Linked DNA regions of Danio rerio: regions 2 and 3 are each linked to region 1. The links are chromatin contacts, called in public Hi-C and Micro-C maps. All regions are on one chromosome and are shown on one strand. The core of a region is the stretch at or near the end of the contact, and the rest is flanking DNA. Distances in the headings are between cores, read along the strand shown.

What was found. A called contact is a pair of places that touch in the nucleus more often than the background predicts.
Region 2: a Micro-C map of caudal fin shows a contact between it and region 1, with 4 times the contacts expected there. The contact joins the promoter of zbtb10 here to the promoter of znf704 in region 1. A contact is called at or near these places in 2 of 18 Hi-C or Micro-C datasets (caudal fin and hematopoietic stem cells) and 3 of 4 datasets of contacts at active chromatin or transcription factors (caudal fin, embryo and gastrula embryo).
Region 3: a Hi-C map of hematopoietic stem cells shows a contact between it and region 1, with 1.8 times the contacts expected there. The contact joins the promoter of hey1 here to the promoter of znf704 in region 1. A contact is called at or near these places in 1 of 18 Hi-C or Micro-C datasets (hematopoietic stem cells) and 1 of 4 datasets of contacts at active chromatin or transcription factors (embryo).

What each region holds. Positions count from the first base shown.
Region 1 is chr19:34,493,254-34,497,248 of GRCz12tu, forward strand. znf704 (zinc finger protein 704) reads right to left here and starts at 1,513. Exons shown (of 9, transcript NM_001044918.2): 1 at 924-1,513. The coding sequence starts at 1,169. It also overlaps a transcript of hpca not described here.
Region 2 is chr19:34,343,943-34,347,860 of GRCz12tu, forward strand. It overlaps zbtb10 (zinc finger and BTB domain containing 10), which reads right to left and starts at 2,089. Exons shown (of 4, transcript NM_001128539.1): 1 at 1,675-2,089. The coding sequence starts at 2,016.
Region 3 is chr19:34,259,794-34,263,560 of GRCz12tu, forward strand. hey1 (hes-related family bHLH transcription factor with YRPW motif 1) reads right to left here and starts at 1,607. Exons shown (of 5, transcript NM_212561.1): 1 at 1,477-1,607; 2 at 904-979; 3 at 714-797; 4 at 299-380. The coding sequence starts at 1,562.

The sequences.
Region 1 (3,995 bases), core at 263-2,762:
TTCAGTCATTAGAATTGAGCCGAATGTTTTTTATTTTATTTTTATTACTACATGTAAAATAAGATATAAGTCTACATAAGTGAGTTCAATAGATTAAAAATAGCCTAAATGATTGACTACAAGTTAATCGGTCATGAAAATGACAAAAAGCATAACGTTTAAATTGTTTTAGCCAGTTAAACTCACCAAATCAGTATTTTTTAAAGCCTTTACCACATAGTGACTGCACTCAAAAAATAAGTCTGCTATTTGTTCAAACTTCTTTTTTAAAATGAGTTGAAACAACACAATTCTTGTTTTTTTTGGACAACTTAATTGTTTTATGTTCAATCTACTTAAATTTGTAAAAACTCATAAGCTAACTTAGTTCCTTTAAGTTGTCCCAACACAAATCAATTACGTGGAACCCAGTATTTTTTACAGTGCATGTCAACTATAAGATACATGCAATTCATATAGATAAGCTGTTCTTTGCAAGAGGCATTGATTCGGTTTTTAGAGTCATTCATTCATTTTCTTTTCGGCTTAGTTCCTTTATTGATCAGGGGTCGCCACGGCGGAATGAACTGCCAGTTTTTAGATTTGATCCAATTTTATTACAACGGATCAAAACTGTCGGAGTTCAACAAATTGAGAGCATGGACACTGGTTCTATAATTTGGTAACTAAAAAGTAATTTGGCAGCTAAATGTTTAATTTAGAGAGCCAACGACTCCTTAATCATTTTAGTGCGGAGCTCTTGCCTCAGCATAATGAGGCTATACTGCAATATCTGCTCTCTCACTTTCAAATGAAAATGATTTGGACTATCAAACAAGTAATATCTCAATGCAATGTAAACAATACTGTGTGCGACAAGGTGCACACAACAACAACAACAACAACAACAACAAGCTCAGCTGACCACACACACACACACACACCTTCAGGCTCGACTTCAGCGGCGCCTTCGCAGTCATCTGTGCAATCTCTTCCTCTGAATATTCTTTCACGCTCCCGTCTTGCATGAGCACGGTGTACACGTTGCGCCGATGGCCGGTTGAAGCATCCCTGTTGTCTTGTTTGACAGCCTGGATGACTCCCGTGAGCGGAGCCGCGTCCCCTGTTAAACCCGGCGCGCACACGCGGCTTCCAATGACCGAGCGCTTCACCAGCCGCCGCGTATGCATAGTTGATATATCAATCAAATGCGTAAATCTAATGACTTCGATCGTTGCACAAGAACGTGCCTTTTAAAAGCAAAAAATATCACGCTGACAAAACCCGAACATACCGACCGTCATCATGGGCCGAACATGCAAAAAATACGACAACATTACCACATATCTGGACCGCATCCACATAATTCACCGGCGTTTGCGCGCATGTTCGGAACACGAGACCGGCGAACGGTTACGACATGCAAATGAGCTACGCTTGATAACCTCTTCGTCCGTCTGACCGTACGACCGACCGGCAACCGATATCTTTCTTCTGTCGACCTGTTTGTTTTGCTTGCCGTTCCCTTAAAGCTGATGGACTGTGGTAAAACGCGGAGCGGATCAGCAGTTTTGGATTGATAAACACTGTGTGTTTTTCACAATACACAGCACGGGCATTTATGTAACAACAAACAACCTGAAAATGGACGACTGGAGAACTAACTTATACTAATGCATCAAATAGCATCTCCAGTGTCGATAGTGTTGATTTAATAGCTGGTTTTAAAGTCAGATCACAGTAAATCCTGTTCCACGAGAGAACGGCTCCATTCCGTATAATCCATTCGTGTTTTCAAGAGCCATTGGCCGTACCGGCGGAATGTCGCCTGTAAACATGTGCGCTCGCGCAGCCAGTGTGCGTTCTGATTGGCTGACGGCACACACGCCTCCACTCGCTCGCGCTCTCTTTCATCTGCAGTTTCCCTCCAAACACAAGCAACGGGCTCTGCGATTTATACAATGACGTAAGGATGGGGAGAGGATAGTCTTTGAGTAGGTATTATGTAGGTAGGTCAGTGCTCATAACATTAATGACAGTGATGATGATGATTATGATAGTATACCGTCAAAACCGAGTGTGTGACCCGGCGAGAATGATTGACAGGCGGCAGGGATTCCCGTGGGTCCTCTGGGGTGACGAGATCTGTCTTTGATTTAATAAACTGTTTAAGTAAAACCACATAGCAAATAGAGAAACTTGGCTGACCATAATACAAACAGTTAAAGCTTTATATTTGTTATATTGAAGGTGGTTGTGTTTGTTAATGTTGACCTCTTAAAGGGATATCACATAAAAATGTTATTAGTCATTGTTCTACCTGCATAGTAATGTTTATTTCTATATTTCAATGTAAATGATGACAGAATTGGTGGATGAACTGTACTTTTTAACTTGCTATTAAATTTATGAGATTTATACGTCACCTGAAAGCTGAGTAAATAATATATATGTTTTTTTGGGGATAGGAAAATTGTGACCAAGTACAACTACATTTATTTAAAAATCTGGAATTTAAGATTTCAAACTAAAAATCTAAATTTTGAGAAAATTGCCTTTAAAGTTGTCCCAATTAAGTTATTAGCAAAGCATAAATTAGATATAAAATAATAATATATCAAATAATTTAATATATGTTAAAGGAGGAAATTTACAAAATGTTGTCATGGGACATAATCTCATAATAATATATATTTTATACTATATGCTATTTTAATATAATAGTATATAATATAATATTTTATATTATATACTTTTTGCATAAAATAAGTAATTTTGACCCAGACAAAGTATTGTTGGTTTTTCTATCTTAAGTCTGGTTTTGTGGCCTAGGGTTAGGGCAGTGCGATTTTGGAAAATCTGACATTGCAATATTTTGTTTTTATATGGGCGTCACAGTGATGCAGTAGGTAGCACGATCGCCTCACAGCAAAAAGGTCGCTGGTTCAAGCCTCGGCTGGGTCAGTTTGCATTTCTGTGTGGAGTTTGCATGTTCTCCCCATGTTAGAACAAATCTGTATATATAACTCAACATCCAGATTTTATTTTTTTTTAACTGACTGCATCTCTGTTTAATGTTTTTCGTATTTCTTTTTTTCCATATTTGTTTTGTGTTGTCACTTTATGTACACTGGAAGCTGCAAAACAAATTCTTTGTGTGTGTGAAGCAAACTTGGCAATAAAACTGATTCTGATTCTGGTGTTGGCGTGGGTTTCCTTCAGGTGCTCCAGTTACCCCCACAGTCCAAAGACATGAGCTAAAGGTGAGTTGGGCTAGCTAAATTGTCCGTAGTGTATGTGTGTGAATGAGTGTGTATGGGTGTTTCCCAGGGTTGCTGCTAGAAGGGCATCCATTGCGTAAAAACATGTGCTAGATAAGTTGGCGGTTCATTCTAAAGCTGAAGAAAAATGAATGAATAAATGAATGGATGAATGAATTAATAAATCAATGAATAAATGAATGGATAATGCGATATGTGTATAATTTCACCAGATTTCGACTAATTCATTTATTTAGATAGATTGGAATGATCAAGTCTTTTTCTATGCAGTCCGTTTGCAAAAATCATTAATTACAGTATAATAGCAGCACAATCAAACATAAAATATCATGGTCATTGTAAAAATTATTTTAAAATAATAATATCATTAATCTTTATTAAATAATCTAAGCCTGTGTTGTGACTATTGCTGATACACACATTGTGATATTGGTGCAGGAACAATATATTGTGCAGCCCTACCTAGGGTCATAAATGATAAGTCATAAATGAATATCGTAATTTGATCAGTGAAACATGTAGGCTGCACCTGAAATCCCTGTCAGTAGGTACCATATTTGAAACAGAACTTTACAATATATTACTTCTGGTATCGCTACCATTCACTCTCCTGTGGCTCCTGTTCCCTAGATGCGGATTTCTCAAGAATACATGTAATCTGGGTACTTTTCAAATTATTTTTATGAATAATATAAATACGGATCTGCTAATTGTATCACATATGCTTTTTTTTTT
Region 2 (3,918 bases), core at 839-3,338, 150 kb before region 1:
TATAGGAGAAACAGACAAACATTTATAATTTGTCTATAGTATTTGGGATATTTAGTAATGATAGATAGATAGATAGATAGATAGATAGATAGATAGATAGATAGATAGATAGATAGATAGATAGATAGATAGATAGAATTTGTCTATAGTATTTGGGATATTTACTAATTAATGGATGGATGGATGGATGGAATTAGTATAGTATAGGAGAAACAGACAAACATTTTTAATTTGTCTATAGTACTTGGGATAGATAGATAGATAGATAGATAGATAGATAGATAGATAGATAGATAGATAGATAGATAGATAGATAGATAGATAGATCTACAGAGCTTTAATACGCACAATCGATGTCAGACAATATGCCAAGTTTTCTGTGCGATGTGTGTATTTTTGCACATTTATAACACATTCAACTCAATACAACAGAAACAGTACTGTGAAAAGGTTGACTGACAGAGGTCACTTCAAAGTGAGCGAACAGGAAAGTGTTACAGGGTTCAGATCTGCTGGAGCGTCTTAACCCCGTGTTGCTAGGGAGTCAGTGGTAATCTCCTCCTCCTTTCCTTCCTAATTAGTGAGGGGTATAAATTGAGTTAGTGGAACACTTTGTGTCACCCTGATTAGACAGACTGGACGTTATCATACCACGCAATCCTTAAGGGATTTCACAGGCAAACCAATAACACGGCATCTTCTGGGTGGAATTAAGTATTTGAATCAGTCATTCTGTGGCTTGATAGAGCACATGGAATCTGAAGCATTACAAATATTGATCAATAACAATTTATCTTAAACGACATCTCCTCCGGGTATAGAAGACAGAAGAAATATGAATCAAATTTCACTTTTGCAGTGCATTATACGAGCAAATGACCAATAGAACATTGTTCTGGTGTGATATGACTTCGAGTCTAATCTCATTCTGCTCATTGCAGTGGTCTGCACGTATCAGGCATTGCTGTCCTTACAGGCGACATAATTCACTCCAGTCCAATGTAGCAAATGACACACACTATCTATGGATCTTGGGGAGTCACCTAACACAATGCCTCTAATTTAGATGCCCTAAAAGGGGAGGGTGAGATGTGCCAGAGGTCACTTTTTACAGCGAGGGGGTTGGGAAGGGGTGCGGCTCCCCAAAGGTAGCAGGGTCAAGCCCTTGCCATTGTGTGACCTCTGTGGCAATCAGGTTAGTTACCCTGGTAACCAGGGTTGATAATTACAGTGCAACGCAGGAAACAGAGAGAACATTTTGAGTCACAATCTCACTTGCGGTCTGTTTAATAATTGATATCTCGTATTAAATCCTACACAATCACACAACGAATTCTTGTAAAAAAGGAAACAATATGGTTTCTGTAAGGCTTTAAATGAGCATATGACATCTAAGATAAATATTTATACTTTAAACGAGGCAGTCGAGGGTTTTAAGCTCCCCTCACGAATTGACAGCGCTGATCCAGTTAGCTCACACATGCTAACCTGCTACCTCCGACTTGAGTATAGCTAACATACTTGTTAGCTCGCTAAACCTCTTCGAAAACAACATTCCCACTCTAAAATAGGAATAAAAACGTCGACGTTTGTTAACGAAACACGGAACAACCCTTTTAAACTCGTCTTCGTCGGCGGTGCGAGTGTCCCCGTTATACCAGACTGCGAACGTACCTGTTTGGTCGGGTCATTCCTGCCGTGCTCCGAGGACAGGTGATGTCTCAGCAGCAAGGCCCGCTTGTAATTCCGACTGCCTTTTACCAACTCGTCGCTGTTGTTGGTGGCGATGTTATGGCACCAGGAGCAAGACATGAGTCCTGTTTCGTGGCTGAATCTGAGCCAGGGAAACTCCTCCAGCCAGCAGGCTTGGAAGAGCGAGTGTTTCTGCAGCAGCGTCTGAGGTCTCATCTCCAGCAGCGGCTTTCTCGCGGCCGTTTCTTCCGCCTCTCCCGTGCTCCCGTCCTCCCGGTTCACACCGTTGCCAGTCGCCTTCTTACAGCCCTCGGTTTTCAGCATTACGCTGTTTAAAACGCCCCTGTCATTATGTTTCCCCGCTGTCCAAGTGCCCCCTTCCGGGTCCTCGTCCTCCTCTGCCTCCGGCTCCGTGCTGTCGCTGACAGACCCCCCGCCCTCGACTTTCCCCAGCGATGGTCCTTTCGCCCCCAAATCCCGATCGTCCTCCTGATCCGGTCTGTTCCCGTTCAAATGTCGGTCTTGACAGGCCGGGGCCTCACAGCTGTTGCCGTTGCTGCCTCCTCCGACGGCGCTGGGACCGGTGACGGCTAATCCACCTCCTCGGAAAGCCAGCGACCTGCGGTTTCGCTCTCCGGACATTTTTCTAGAAATAAATTACAATCTTCACTTCCTCAACAAAACAAAAATCCGATCGCGGCTCTCGTAAATAAAGTATTCCGCATGAAATGAGCCGTTTTTCCGCGCTCCGGCCTCCTGGTGAGAGTATGTAGGTTATGCGGAAATAAATAGGGGTTTTAAAGGCATAATGAATTTCAGGGTTCTGTCTGCGTCCGCGCAGGCCCCGCAGAGGTCGAATGGCAACGACTTCCCCCACAATGCATCTCGGTCAGAGGGAGGAGGGGGGGCTCGTGTTAAAGGAAGATGGGGGTGACGCCGAACAGCCAGGGGTCTTTTGTGTCGATGACTGCACCCATTTTCCGCATGCTTTTTCATCTAAAGGGCTACACGTCTCGAACCAATAAGTCTTTGTATCCCTTTCACGCCCTCCCCGGCGCGTGACATTACAGCCGGCGCTCCATGTTTGTCGCGCGAGTCCCGATGATCAGGACAGGTGGGTCGCTGCTGACTCGCTGGAGTAAAAAGCTTCTCGCGATGAATGCATGCATAGGTGTATTTTCCAGGTGGTAATGGAGGTGGATGGTTAAATATACAAGTTTTGACACTGGTTGATTTTTAATACATATTTCATCACACAATTTGAAATATCTGGAAACTTTAATACTGCATTGTATTACAAATACAGATAGTTAAAATACATTATCGCAGCGAAGCTATATAAAATGCAAGAAAAGGCACTGTCACTGTCAAAATAGTTTTATGTTGTTGTCATGATTTTTTTATTCATCTATTCATTTTATCTCCAACTCGTACCATAATCACTCTCATCTTTAGGCTTAATCCCTGATTTACCAGGGGTCGCCACAGCGGAACGAACCGCCATATTTCATTTTAAAACTTAAAAAAATAAACTGAGACATGTCTATTTACAGTTTTACAACATCAAATTTAAGATCACATATGGTGTATTTGAAGGGCCATTTGAGATAAAAAAAAAAAAAACGACGAATATTTCCTTGATTGTTTAGATTAGAATATAGGCTACTTTCTGTAGGATTATTAAAGCCTGTCACCCAGTGGGTGGCGTCATTTCCTACACTACAAACATGATAACACGATTGACGATTTATAAGCGCATGCAGCTTCCTCTGGGCGTGTCCGGTTTGACTGTAGGTGAATTAAAAACTCCGAGCTCACCCTCATGGAGGAGCAGGACTTCATTTTTGTTAGCCCTGCTAATCATTACCATTATCATGTCGAAATTAGGATGGTAATTGTGTGTTATTCGCTGAAGATCTGGAAAAAATGGCTTGGATTACTAATTGCCAGAGTGTCCAATTTTCTTTTTTTCATAAGGAATACAAAATATTTTTAGTGTACATTAAAAAGAGCAATACCGGTAACCCTTTATCATTATCTCTGTCATTTATAGCTTCTGTTAAAGGGGTTAAAGTTGTAGCCTTTGCCAGAGTATTAAAAAAAATAAAGTTAAAATGATGTTTTAACATTGTGGTATAAATTCTGTAATACTTAAAAAAAGAGAATTTTCAACTTAATAAATGCATTTGACTATTTTTGTGTTTATTGTTTGATGTAGAAAACTAA
Region 3 (3,767 bases), core at 357-2,856, 230 kb before region 1:
TTCCTTGAGCAGATTCCCAAACTTTGGATGATCTAGTAATGCAAAGGTAAATACTACAATGAATGGTGAAGTTTGTCGAATTGGTAAGACTTTATAATAACTTTCAGCATTCATGGATGATTAGAAAATATTCTTATGCATTAAAGAGTTTAGTATTGAATGTTTTTAAACATCTAAAAAGCATATTCTGATTTTATTTGTAATATAAATACAATCAAATATTAAAACACATTATGAAGTATATATATATATATATATATATATATATATATATATATATATAGTGGTAAAACCTTACCTTTTCCTCCTGCAGCATGAAGCATCTTTAAATGATCTACGGTCATCTGCAGAATTTCTGCTTTTTCTAGTTTAGCTGAGCCCTGAGGACAAGAATAAATGTGTTAAGTGGTTAAAAGACTATAAATGTACTCTCAGTGACTACAACACATATCCTCATTTTGGTTTCATATATTTTGTTAAACATTTATAATGAACAATTTTCTAATTCAAAATGTCAAATAATAAGTGGTGGACTGGTCAAATAAATAAGTATTTATTAATTTGTCTACTTGTAAACTCTCTTAAGAAATTGTAACTTTTGCTTCACTGTCTTTTTTCAATAGAAATGATAATAGGCTACAGGATTAAACCAAATTACTCGTGCTCACTGATTTGTTTTGCGATGTGAGTCAGGTGCACTGACAGTCACTCACCTGTTTCTCAAAGGCGCTGGGCACCAGCCTGCGCAGCTCAGATAAACTGTTATTTATCCGGTCCCTCCGGCGCTTCTCGATGATCTGTCCAGATAGATCGCGAAATCATTATTAACGCTCACTTGAGGACATTAAAGTCGTTTAATCGACGTTACAAATGTAAGGCTTCGCAAAGAAAAAAATGTCTTACCCCTCTGCGACGTTTTCTTGCTTGTACTTGAGAGGTTGTGGATGGAGACATTGACCCGAGTGGAGAATTCGCACCGCTTTAAAAACAAAACAGCAATACGATTAATACAAACGCAGAACGGGTTTATGAAGTGCAAATTGTAAACAACAACGTTGTTGATCCTGGAACAACATACAAATCAACAAATTTAGAGCAAGTTTACACTTTCTGTTATGGGTTTAGGATTGTAATCATGGTTATGCTTTTTAACTCATTATTTTCAGCTGGTTTTTGTGGAAAAAAAATAAAAGATTGATTTAGGTTTAGAGGTTGGGATTAAGTTTTTATTTTCAGAAAGCAATAATGTTCCAGGATAAACAATATCTGAAAAACATTTAATTTTAACCAGCATAAACCAAACGATTTCTAGTCAATATATCTGCTTCTGCCGGCAGACACGAATTACAGTTATTAACCTGAATTTTGGGCAGGACACAAATTAATTATCGTCCGTTGTTTATCTTTAAACTTTAGTTTTTTTTTCAGAAATAAGCAAGTAGATGACTCAAAATAAATAATTGACATCTGACTTACGCATTTTCATCCGCACTCTCCTTCTCCACTTCGATATTCTCATCGAGCTCACTGTCCGACGAGCTGAAATCGTGATTTCTCTTCATTTTTCGACAGTTTAGCAGCGCGTATCCTCAGCGTGCGTCAGGTGAGACAAACGTTCATCCGTATGAACCGACTAGCTTTCCCACGGTATCATTTCAACTCCACAGCTCGCCAAGAGAGGCGTGTCTGAGCGTGCTGATAGCCAATCAGCGAGCACATCTGCGTGTGAGTGACACGTAGGCTGTTTACACCTCCTTTTTGCCCCGCCTCCCTTCTGAACACGCTCAACAAACGACCAATCGCGTGCGCGTCCGTGAGTGAGCAGCTCCGCCCGCGGGTTCCGCCGGTGCTCGTGTTGTCTCGCCCGGCTGAAAGGAGTGGCTGGCCGGCTGTCAGCACGCGCTGGCCGTGGGAAAGTTTCTTAGCTGAACGCTGATAACCAATGAGGGGCGACGGCCGTCTCCGGCGCTGGAATGAATGGGGCAATTGGTTGGGGCGACGGGCGGTCTGCGAGTGAGCGTGTGAACCTGTAATCTAATACTAACTCATCCGAAGGAGTGCAGTGTGTACGAGGAAGCCACCAACTCTAAATGCACTCCGCGAGGCTCAAACATGCACCTTCTTTGACGGCGTTCCAAAAGGTGCTTTACAATTTAAAGTGAACAGTCAATTTAAATGCATCAAAGGACACGGCGACGAATCAAGGAGTTTCCACTTGCTTATTATAAGCTCGTCAGGAATATTATATATTTTTAAACTTTTTTAATCATTGTACACATGCATGCATTACTTACAACAGTTTGCACTGAAGCATAGGGAAAAAACTGTAAAATTAATATACATATAACTAATACTTAATTCAAAAGCTAATAGCTTAGGCTGTATTTCATCTGCTATTTTTTTCCAGGTGTTCAGTTATACATTTGTTATATTGTGTTTATATAAGTACAAACTTATTAAATGCATATTGAACTAGACATTTCAACCCATTAAAAGTTACATTCTAATGTTAAACACATCACATTAGTGTTTAAAATGTAAAACATTTAAATTCTAAAACTTTTAAAAACTTAATCAAAAGTGATACAGTTGTATAATATTGATTAAAAAGTATATAGCTCAAAAATAAGACATCCAATAGCATTCAATTTAATTAACAAAATCATTTTTATCCTCATGGTATATTAAATACAAATGAGGTGTTGACTTTTTAAATAATTCTTATTGTTTAGGGGTTGTCACCTTAATTGGACTGAACAGTGGAGAGTGTCGAAAGAAATGTGGGGAAGCAGAGAGAAGTGGATGGTCTGCAAAGGACTTTGAGGCAAGAATCAAACTCGGGTTGCCATGAGCACCACAATGCTATATGTTGACACACTTAACCACTAGGCTATTGGCTCCAACAAAGTGTTGGCTTAAATGTTTTAAACAATATTTGTGAAAAATATGATTGAAGTATGATTATTCATGACAAAGCTATATTTGTATAAAAATTAACTTTATAAATTTTTTCTCATCTGCACTCACTGAAACAAAATAGTCGATCATTCTAAATATTGGGATGCAGTGGCGCAGTGGGTAGTGCTGTCGCCTCACAGCAAGAAGGTCACTGATTTGACCCTCGGCTGGGTCAGTTGGCATTTCTGTGTGGCGTTTGCATGTTCTCCTCGTGTTCGCGTGGGTTTGGTATAGGCATGTGGTATAGGTGAACGGGGTATGCTAAAATTGCACATAGTGTGAGTGTGTATGGATGTTTCCCAGTGATGGGTTGCAGCTGGAAGGGCATCCGCTGCGTAAAACATGTGCTGGATAAATTGGCGGTTCATTTCACTGTGACGACCTCAGATTAATAAAGGGACTAAGCCAAAAAGAAAATGAATGAATTCTAAATGTCATTATATCTTAAATGATTAAACATCAAGCTATCAACTAAATTCATCAAATGATGTGTGTTCTAGATGCCACTTTTAAATTAAAGCAGAATAATACATAACCATTCAATTTAAATGTAATAGACTATGCAATAAAATACTTTAAAATTCAGTTCACATCCCTTAGGAACTGTAAGTGATCATCTGTAAGCTACGATATAATATACAGGGAAGCAAACATACTGAGCGCTGCTGCCTTAGACTGTATGATTGAGAAGATCTCTTAATCAATCGAGCCCAGTTCTGGTGTGTGCTGTTGACCGATACGCCGCAGCTGGATCCTTATCAGTCCGCGCACATCATGCTTAATTGTCATCGGTTCTGCATACATGAATG